Regions from separate parts of the Zea mays genome. Here all the other regions are linked to region 1. The links are chromatin contacts, called in public Hi-C maps. All regions are on one chromosome and are shown on one strand. Each heading gives the region's core, a stretch centred on a gene start, on an enhancer-like site or on the middle of the called end of the contact. The rest is flanking DNA. Distances are from core to core; before and after follow the strand shown. Region 1 has its middle 42 kb from the start of LOC115032955. Region 2 holds the start of LOC100283500. Region 3 has its middle 23 kb from the start of LOC100282244.

The links. Hi-C and Micro-C count contacts between places; a contact is called where the count stands out from the background.
Region 2: a contact with region 1 is called in a Hi-C map of ear, with 4 times the contacts expected there. The contact joins the promoter of LOC100283500 here to the enhancer-like site in region 1. A contact is called at or near these places in 2 of 25 Hi-C or Micro-C datasets (ear and tassel).
Region 3: a contact with region 1 is called in a Hi-C map of leaf, with 2.6 times the contacts expected there. The contact joins two enhancer-like sites. A contact is called at or near these places in 2 of 25 Hi-C or Micro-C datasets (ear and leaf).

What each region holds. Positions count from the first base shown.
Region 1 is chr4:49,562,774-49,566,443 of Zm-B73-REFERENCE-NAM-5.0, forward strand. No RefSeq gene overlaps it. Among protein-coding and RNA genes, the nearest start is that of LOC115032955, 42 kb to the right of the region's middle. Within about 2 kb of position 1,893, at least 18 of the 20 cell types and tissues checked have an H3K27ac peak or open chromatin away from gene starts, as enhancers often do. A contact at or near this core is called in ear, leaf and tassel, where this site is marked.
Region 2 is chr4:48,967,996-48,971,665 of Zm-B73-REFERENCE-NAM-5.0, forward strand. LOC100283500 reads right to left here and starts at 2,073. Exons shown (of 5, transcript NM_001156400.2): 1 at 1,629-2,073. The coding sequence starts at 1,706.
Region 3 is chr4:48,996,593-49,000,262 of Zm-B73-REFERENCE-NAM-5.0, forward strand. No RefSeq gene overlaps it. Among protein-coding and RNA genes, the nearest start is that of LOC100282244, 23 kb to the left of the region's middle. Within about 2 kb of position 2,024, at least 8 of the 20 cell types and tissues checked have an H3K27ac peak or open chromatin away from gene starts, as enhancers often do. A contact at or near this core is called in leaf, where this site is marked.

The sequences.
Region 1 (3,670 bases), core at 643-3,142:
TGGCGTTCGCGGCGTCGCTCGCGGCCGCCGTGGTCGTGGTCACCAACCGGCAGGACCGCTGGGGAATCACCGTCACCTTCAAGATGTTCGCCGTCTGGGAGTACGTATACATATACCCAGATCATTAGTTCATCGCTACATGCATATCGTCGGGATCGCGGCGAAGCTAAAACTTGGCTTTGTTCGTCATTGCAGGGCGTTCGTGGCGATCAACTTCGCCTGCGCCGCGTACGCGCTGCTCACGGCCGTCTACGCCAAGAAGCTCGCCAGCAAGCACTGGCTGCACCACATGGATCAGGTACGCATACGTGTATACATATACGTATACGGTTACGACGTTATTCTTCTCTTCGTTCATGGCTGCCATCTAATCTAATCTAAATGCATGTGCTCGTATCATGTAATCTAACTGCTGATATATTTATTATTGTTTTTGTACGCGCATGCCGCAGTTCTCGGTGAACCTGCAGGCGGCGTCGACCGCCGGCGCCGGCGCGATCGGGTCGGTGGCCATGTGGGGGAACGAGGCCAGCGGGTGGTTCGCCGTGTGCCGCTTCTACCGCCTCTACTGCGACAGGGGCGCCGTCTCCCTCGCGCTCGCCTTCGTCGCCCTCGCCGCCCTCGCCGTCGCCACCGGCCTCTCCCGCTTCCCAGCGCACGACACACAGGCAGTAGTCGATCACCCAGATGATTAGTGATTCATCTTAATTAGTTCCTTCGCAGTAGTATACCACGATATCTAAACGGACATGTAATGATACACACATATAATGTTTGTTAGATCATTACTGGACAACTAGTGTGTAATGTAGAAATAATTAGTATTTTGTCACTTAAAGGCTAGTTTGGGAAGCCTATTTTTCCATGTGATTTCCGTTTTCCTAAGTAAAATGAACTAATTTTCTTTGAAAAACGAAAATATTATGGAAAAATGTGGTTCCCAAACTAGCCCTAAGTTGATATTGTCCCTCTTAAAGTTGCCTCGTTATAATTACTACTGCGTTACGAATAATATATATATATATATATATATATATATATATATGAAATATAGGTGTGAGGTTAATTTTGCGGACATGTTTCGGCGGACAGACTGACACGTTGCATGTGCCCTGCATACTACTGCTGCTAAAGTACTAAACTGTGGCTAATTATTAACACGTACGACCAGCAGGGATTCAAGATGGTAGAAACGAAACGGCCGGATATAACAAGAACAAAATACTTCACTGTACGGTTCGTTAGCACGCTACCATTGACCCAATATGAATAAATTACGAAAATAGCCAAAAAGACGAGCGAACAGACCTCAAACTATGCTTGGAAAAAAAACTTAGAACAATCTTGAGCTGAGCCTTGTGGCCCGAGAGAGCCAGCTTAACTCGCGAGCTGGCTAAAAAAACTAAAATACGAATGGTTTGCAACAATGACCTAAGGATTTGGTAAAGTTTCTTATTTCACTAGGCTTTTGATATATTTGTTGGTAAAGAGGTATCTTATTTATATTATAACCATAGTTTTGTCATAGGATGATTTTTTCCTAATATTAGAGAGAATATATGATTTATTCATCGGTCTACAAGCCAGATACATGGGTCCCCGTAGTTCAAATACTATAAAAAGTTAGTTAACGTTAGAGACAAGCCCACCATAAGATATGGGAAGTGGCGGAGGCTCAGCCCAACCAGCCTAGCCTAGGCATGTGCCAGGGCTTCAGCCTTCGACGGCCCAGCTAGAAGCGGCTCAGGCGGAAGACCGACATAGACATTGCCATTGCATGACGAATAATTTTAAAATAAAAAGAAAATATAATTATGGCGGATCGGACCGATCCTACATACACGGCTCTCGTACTGGCACGGGCCCGTGCCACGGTACTACTATCATGCCTCAGGCCTGCCTGCGGCCCATCTGGCCGTCTAGTAAATCAGTGCTGTATATACACAGTGTAAGCTACACATTACTGTTCTGTTGACAACACCAGGACCAGGAGGGAGAGGGCCGGGGGTTTCTTCTCTTGCATTTGCAAGCAGTACCGCGTGTGCTTCAATGTCAATGGCCACACGTACGATTGCTCCATCCGGAAACTTGGCTCAGTACTGCGTAGCGACTCCGGCGACAGCATCCTATGGGCCTTTTTGGTTCAGCTTTTTTCTGACCAGCTTTTCTGAGAATCTGGCTGTGGAGAGAATCTGGCTGTAGAGAGAATCTGAGTATTGTGTGGATTACGTGCGGAGGAAGATGAAGTGGTCCAAAGGGTTCAGGATCTAGAAAGCAACAGATTCCTACTATCATGACGATTCGACCGATTTTGTGTTTATGTTGATTTTGGACGGTTTTTATTTAAGCGATTCTTATAGAAGCTGGCTGAAAAGCTGGGGCGTTTGGTGATCTGCAGCAGCTTTTGGTAGCCAGAAGCTGAAAAAATCCAAACAAACAGGGGCATATATGTATCCTCCAGATAGTAGTAGCCCCCATTGCCACTGCACCTCGGTCAACTTGACGAACCGCCCTTTCACCCGCTTCCTCGACTCGTACCTGCACGCACACCAGTGACGGACAGACATGTGATGAGTGAACTGTAGCAATCCGTTGTTAACTGCCGCAGTTGGCAGGTAAGGGTCAAGTCAAGATGAGTTCATGGATCCTTCTTCTCCCTGGACCGCTGCATCGCGCTGTCCCTGTTCTGCGCGAGGGTCTCGCCGTCGACCCTCATGCCAGGCCTCTCAGCTGCGGAGGCGGACGCCGTCTGACCCCCGAAGGAGATCTCACTTGTGACTGCTGGTCCTGAACCTGAAGTGGGTATATGGTTTGGTCCATGGTCCATCCATCGTCAACGCACATATATGACCTCATGAGGACCGAAATTCGGCTAACATCTGAAGCCCTTCGTGCTCACAATTCTTACTACTGGGCAGTGTCCTAGAGAGAGATTTGTAGACTCTAAGGATCGTACTGTGTCCAGATTAGTCAATCCGTGGTACTTAGGTATATATAAATAGAGAGTGGATCTATATATGTGCTCACCGTACGTGAACACACAAACAGAAAGGGTTAGGAGACATACGGGCTTAGCCTGCTTTTAGTGGTGGAGGAGTCCACTCGCCATTACCGCCGCCTAGGAGATAGGGTCCTTGTCTTTGGATTAGGGTTTCGGGGCAACACTAAGCGTTAGCCATTTTCTGCGCTCCCCTCCTAATTGTTTATATGGCGTCGTGTGATCGGGCCTACAACTATGGTTAGCGTGGGCCCTCCCAAGGGCCCGGATTAAAGAAATGGTTATTTGGGTTAAGCTCAATCCGTCTCTGTTGACCAGCAGCACGGGAAACACCCAACAATCTTCTATTTTGTTTTCTATATTCCTTATACTCAATTTTTTTTGGATTCAATCCCTCGACAAGTTTACACATAAAGACCAATGCGTGACAATCTCCCCTGTTTCAGATCGAAAAGATTCTTTACTAGGTTACAATCTGTAACCCCCTATGATTCAAGATCATAGGCTCTCCACTATAACCATGCCGGCTACGTGTTGTCTAAACACGTTGGATGGAAGGCCTTTTATGAGCAGATCCGCTAGCATCTGCTATGTTCTGTTATGCTCAACTTTTATGGTTTGATCATGCATCTTCTGCTTAACAACACAACACTAAATATGAATAAACTTGGT
Region 2 (3,670 bases), core at 823-3,322, 590 kb before region 1:
ATTCCCTAGTTATCTTAAGAGCTTGAACCATATGGAAGCATAGAAATGAATCAAATGATTGTGTGTTCAATTTGAAAGCCCCTCACCTGCCAACAGTTTTAGTCATGGCTGGGATAAATTGTGCCATTGGAGCATGGCTGGGGTGAAAGGTTTAACCATGCTCACTGCCAGGATGTAGAAGGTATTTTTTTTGTCGTTGTTTTATTCATGTTAATCATGGCTGCTGATGTTACTTGAGCTACCTTAGGGCAAAGTTTGTGTGTTTTATTTGCTGTACTCCTTTCTCTCCTTCTAATGAAATGATATGTAGCTCTCCTGTGTTTTCGATAAAAAAATAAATACAGAAGTGCAGAAGTATATTTTCAAACTTGTAAAAACACATACATTCAAGCCAAAGGTACATGGAATCATACAAATATAAATATACCATGCTGCCACCGTTCATAAAAATACTATCAATAGCCAGAAAACTGTTCATTCCCCAGTAGACGCATGGGTCAGTTTCGGACAATGCCAAATGAATGATCAAGGAAAAGGTATAAAACTGTAACAGAAGATTTGAAGCATATAAACCAAAACATTCCAATTCTGATGGACCATCTCCAATCCAGTGAACTCATGTATCTCATGCCAGACTGGTGCTGCAGCCTGTTACCTGCTTCCTTTTATGGTTTCTAATTGCTGGCACGAAGGGATCAGGGTACAACAACAAAGGTGATTATACATAAACTTACAGTAGGGGAATCCTCATCCCCTCCTGTTTTCGTCAAAAACAACAACAACAAAGGATGATTATACTTCACATGACAACAAAGAAACAGTAACTCAAGAACTGAGGTTTCCACGTGGCAGCCTTTATCTTATGGCTTGACTTTGTATAGATGCCCATTTCATTTTTCACCAAAAAACCTCATAAACCATTTCAAATCCCTACTAGTTAGGCACTACAAATAAGATGCACTATACATTACAGGCCGATGCCATCATTAAGTTGCTGATGGTATACAAGTACAAAACAATTCCAACGGAATTCTACATTTCTACTGAACATCCTGCTCAAGGAATTATTCCTCTCATATAACTAAAAAATTATGGCGCAACCATAGTCGCAATGTTCCTTAGTCAAGGTCTCGAGAAACGTGGTGCGCTAATTGCAAGATAACAAGTCAAGGTCAGAAATCACCCCATGTACCCAGGGTCGGCGTCAGGGGTCACCCCATGACGTTCAGAGTCACTGCCTTCGACCCGTTTTCTGCTACTATGTATATATGGGAATAACTATGTGTGTGTGTTTTTGTAGTAGGTACCTACATTTCAAGGTTTAAGCTCACAGAACCGTCCAGGGCATGAGCTACTCATCGTTTTCCTGACCTACAATATAAAGCACACAAAATCCGCCCTCCCTTCTGTTCCACCCTGCATACCGGGACTCCCACCACAGCAGCTACAGCAACAACATGGACCAGGACCGTAAATGAATTCCCTAATCAAGCAATCGCCCACGCATCCGCACAGTACCAACAGCCCAACAGGTACTGAGCAAAATCGATTATTACACTTCCATCAACATCTCACGGATCACTGCATATGGGGAGAGGAAGAGCGGGTGGCAGGTAGAAATTTCTTACGTTGCTTCCCCGCCAGACCTGGTAAAGCCTAGGCTGCTCGCCGGCGCCGCCGGTGGGCGGCGGCGGCGGCATGTACATCCCGACGGCGCAGGGGAGGGGGGGCAGGTGCCCCAGATCAAGCTCCTCCGCCCCCCTCCTCCTCTACGGCCGACTGACACCCAGCCAGGCAGGCAGGCAGCCCTCCCCCGAGCGAGGCCTCCCCGACGTCACGGCGAGGAGTAGCGCTGCCGCGGAGGTGCGGCGGCGTGGGACGCGACGCGGGACGGGGAGGAATGAAGGAGAGGAGAAAGGTGGGTGGGAGAGCCTGGGAGGGGAGAGAGGTCACCGGGTTAGGTCGCGGGTGGTGGGCTCTCGACTCTCCACGCTCTCGAGTTGGCCTCGGGACGTGCGCTCGTGTGTGTCCCGTCTCGCGGCTTGGCTCGGCTCGTCTGCGCCTCAGCGCCTGCGCGCGCGCAGGGTGGAGGACGTCTCGGGGTGCGCGTAGCAGCGGTTGCCGTCGGCTGTCCGGAGTGGTGGGCCCGGATGTTCTTCTGGAGTCGTGGACCAACCTCCCGCTCGGCTGCAGTTGGACCTGGGCCGAGAAATCACATGCCTCAAATCACTTCTGTATACAATAAAGAACGTATACCGGAGTGATAAAGGGTGTGTTTGGTATAATTTTTTGGGAAGAGCCTTTTGAAAATCTAGATTCGTGTATAATCTAGTTATTACGAGAAAGATAAAAGGGTCAGTAATATTTAGGCAAGCAACTGATTCCTCCTGTCAGGTCGTTTTCATAGAAACGGACTACCAAACATTTAGCGGTGAAAAACAAAGATGAAAAGCCAATTCTGGTTATCAGAATAATATAACGATCAATAAGAGGTGTTTTATTTCACCCAACTAAAAGTTAGTCTCTCTCACATCAAATATTTGAATATTAATAATTAAATAATAATTATGAGTATTAAATCTCTACTACCTATAGCTCATTCTCATTCCCAGCTGCCTGTCTTTCTCATTCACCCTCCCTGCAAAGCCCATTCACATTTCCATTCCCGGCTATCACGTGTCTTTCTCATTTTCCCTCCCACAAAGTCTATTCTCATTACCACGTGCATCCCACGCCTAGCTAAAATTAAATTAAAAAAACAGGCTCCAAGGGGATTCGAACCCACGACTTCTCAAATAAATGTGTTTGTAGCTACCACCACACCACATGTGTGTTTATGTCTACATCTATTATAGTAAAAACATATAATACATCTCTCCCGAAGCCCACATGCTACCCTTGCACAATGTGTAGTAGTAGATAAGTATCACTGAGATTATTAAATTATATTTTTGGATTGAGGGAGTAGTATTTAAAGAAGAGTCTTGCATGCAATTTCTTTTGTTTGAATAATGTTTTCAACTTAAATACTTTTTTTTGCATGTGTAACATTTATTCTCCATAATATTTTTTCATGGATCTAACTTATAAATCATTTTCATAAACCAATGTCAAACATGAATCCATGTTTCTTACTTGGAAACCCCGAACAAACACCACTAGCACGAGGCGCTCGCGTTGGCGTCGCTCACCGACGACGAGAAGAAACTTGGCGACTGCCAGTTCGAACTCTAGAAGCAGTCCTACATGGCCCATGCGTCGCTGTGTACGGCAAGCTCCGGCGCAGCCGCCGCTTGGACGTGGTCCAGAGCAACTGCACCGCGCTGTCCATCGTCAAACATGGGGACCTCATGGTCGTCGCCAATGTCGACGACTCTCGGGTTGTTCTGGGCATCGCAACCTACGACGACGCCATCACGCCGTCTAGCTCATCATCCACCTGAAGCCTAACCTGCCACGTAAGTCGCTACTGTCCGACCATGAATTCTTGTGCGCTAGAATGATGACCATTGTTGTTGTTGTGTGAGTGTCCTCGAACAAGATGTATGTAGAGGAGTAGCACATCCGGTGGTGCAACGACCAGGTGTACTACCTCGCTGATGAGCCCGGGGTGCACTTCATTTGACAGCCCAGCCAAGAGTGATCGGTACTCACCATATCGCGCGCGTTC
Region 3 (3,670 bases), core at 774-3,273, 570 kb before region 1:
TAGCCACCCGTATGCATCTGAAGCAAGGTCCGCTCATCTAAGACCTTACGGACCTACCGTCCATAATTTTCTTCCATCCATAGCGGGGTTTCCCTATTCTCTCTCTCCCTACTCTCTCTCTCTTGTGGCGCCTGTGCCTTGCTGCTGTCAACCATGGTCAATCTGTTGTGTGGGTTCTGTTAACAATACTTGCCTAGTGCTGAAACTACATGTTGCTTGGGCAGTCCAGCTTCTGCATAACAACCCTGTCCTTATTCTCTGACCTGAGATATGGTTACATGTGCACATCGCACACTATTCCTTTACACACAATTAAGAAGTCCATCTCTGAAACTGGGTTTCAGGCTTTTCAGGTTGCAGGTATGGAACAATCTACATTCTCTAGTTCTGACCACGATCGACAAGATCGCCGTTGACATGTTCTAGGCAAGAGCACTTCAGACGAGGTCGGCAAGAAAAGGCTATTATAGTATTATATTAACAAACATACGTAGATAAAGAAGTGTAGCTTGAACGCAAAGCAGTAGTGCGTATCTTTTTAGGTGTAGAAGCTGAAAGATCATCATTTTGGAACGTTTGACCCGTGTTTTTCAACTACGCGCTGAAAACCAAATGCGATCGACGACGTTTTCGGCGAGGACAGAAGGTTCAGGAGCTCGTGTACGTCTATAGCTCCTGCGTCAAGGAAAAGGCTCCCCCTTGCCCAACTTTGCACCCCAATGAGCTGTAGGCTCTGTGTTGACGGTTGACCCTGCATGCATGTCATTGTCAACTTTAAAAGTATAGTATCTTGTCATGGATAAACATTAATTTGTATTTTAAAAAAAAGAAGGAATTTTAACCCTAAGCACTAAAAGTCCTAAAAATTAAATTATTCTGCTAGGCACTAGATTGCAGCCTGCTTAACTGTTGCACAAGGGAACGGAAAATACAGTGCTACTTTACGACGCATGAAGCGAAGTAACAGCTTCTGGTGCTGCACAATTGACTCTTCCACTTGTTTAAGGCTATAAGAGCCTGACAATTCAACTATGATGAACGTAATGGTAGGAGCTCTGCCTCTCAATTAAGAAAAATGGAATTGACCCAGTTTTAAGGAAAACCGGGTCCAAAACCTACACAGAGCGCACAGTAGAAAAACCGGCGAACGAGCTAACAAACAACGTTATCTAGGTTGTTTGTTAGCTCGTTCGCCGGTTTTTCTACTATGCGCTCTGTGTAGGTTTTGGGCCCGGTTTTTCTTAAAATTGGATCAATTCTATTCTTCTTAATTGAGAGGCAGAGCTCCTGCCATTACGTTCAAAAAAAAAAAAAATTTCAACTATGATGAACTGGTGATTGGTTAGTTAGAGAAGATCTATCTTCAGTTTTCTACTGAAACCGTGTTCGCGCGCAGACGAAAACCTTGTCACCTTGGTCCATTTCTTTAATGGCAACGGGAATCACACACAACCTGCTTGTATTGGCAACTATCTCAGAAACTTCAGCCTCCCTGAACTGACACAAAATATTGTAGTATACTAGGCAAAACAAGATTGGCAAGCCAATCCCTAGGATCTATAGGACAAAGAATATATTGAGCCTGCATAACTATTATACAAAGTTTGTCTTATCTCTTTGTAGCTGCATGCTTCTCTAATTTGTTTGACAACAGGATAAAAATATGCAGCGAAAGATGAGGAGATCTAACATGTTTCAGAGTTTAGACTCTAGCTAGAGCAGAGCAGGTAAAACAATGTGGTAACTGGCATCAGAGATATTGAGGAAGGGGTTTCAGAAAGCATTGCTAGCTGAAAAGATAACTGAGCTTTCTACTTGTCACCACCGCATATTCTGCTCCCACTCGGAAGCAATCCCTTTGACCAATCCAATCCAACCAAACTGTGTATTATTAATTGGACTGCACTTGCCTCTCTAGACCAGATAACCAAACTTTTTATGTAAAAGAAACGGTAGAAGGAAAGAAAAAAACTTTATTTCCCCTGTCGTTTCCTTGCCGCCGTGTCTGAACATAGGACGAGCAAAAGGTAGCCGCAATTTCAGTTGTGGGAGATGGCCAGAGTTTGTAATCTGTACTCTTGATCGTGTACGTGCGTACTTGCCACGGTACTTTCCTAGTTTTCTTGCGTTGCTTGCATTGCTTCATAGTTCTAGAACCTGGAGTTTCGGATCAAGACACTCATGGGGGGATTTTGATCTTGGCCATCAGATTAACATCCAATGACCAAGATAATCTTGCGGCGCCCCTATCACCATTTTTCTAGGATACTAGAGTACATAACCGAGGGACTGAATTTTGCGACGGGGGGAGGGCTGAATAAAAGCCAATACAAATTTATGTTGTAGACAATCTTGGATTGCTTCCTAAACCTTCATTTAAGGTCTCAAAGACAATGAAAACAAAATGACAAATGAGTATCTCACAAGCCAAACGGTAGGCAGATGTTTTCGATGATATATAACCGACAAATACAGCAAAGCACTCAAACCAGCAAGCAACCAACACCAGTAGAAAAAGCTCTAAACCTGTGGTAGAGTATACTTTTTTTAGATGGTTTTGGTTATCAAACGTCAGCGAAATAAAATGTCCGCCCAACTAAAAAAACCGTCAGTGGAAACACGTTTTTACTTGCCGTTCCGCCAGTCAAAATACATTCTTTTTACTGGCGGTTTTCTTTAAAACCCGCCAGTAGAAATAATCTAAAATCGTTTTTTAAGTTTTTGAAATCGCCTTGATTGCAAAAAAATCATCAACATAAAAGTTGTAGATTTCCAAAAGCAATTAAACTTTGTAGTTTTTAACTTTTTCATTTGAAATCATTTGGCCTATCAAAATTGCATCTGAATTTGACAAATATTAAAATACAAATTTTGCAAACCACCTAGGATGAAAAAAGTAACAAAATAAAATTTGTAGAACTCTAAAAGTTATGAAACTTTGTAGCTGACAAGTTTTTCGTTTGAATTCGTTTACAGCCTCAAACAACCAATATATACTCGGTTTGTTCTAATATGTGGGCAAAAAATTGCTATTTAGACACAAGCTAAGTGATGGGTGAAGTAGTAGAAGAGGCTACGTGTGAGGGTGAGGTCGCAGGTCCCGCAGTCGCGTAGCGCTCAAATTTTGCACGAAAAATGACGTGACTTGTAACAGACAGGATGTCCCCAAATTAATCTTTTGTTGCTAATTTTAAAACTCATTTTATGTGTTCTGCAAATTATTTATACTGCCGAATTTATTACATTGACTGCTAGTGAAAATCGATTTCCAACGACAGTTGTCTTAACTGAACCACTAGTGGAAATCGATTTCCACTAGCGGTTCTCAGTTATCCGCTTGTGAAAAAATTATTTCTACTGGTCCCTAACACTAGAGGTTCAAAAACGCCGGTGTAAACATGTTTTCAACAGCCACCACAGACCTTCTCTGTACTAGTGCAAGGTCATAAGCAAAACACATCCAAACCCAAAAGTGATGCTCTCAACTTCAATCCAAAGGAATAGAGAGCATAAGCTCGAACCACCTGAATCAATTGGTGGTGAGATGACTTAGAAAAAGTTTGTGGGCAACTAAGAAAGCTATCAGAACAAATGGATCGACAAGCGGACACTTGGAAAACAAAGAAGTGCTCGAAACACCAACTACACAGAAAAAATTGAACTAGCCAAA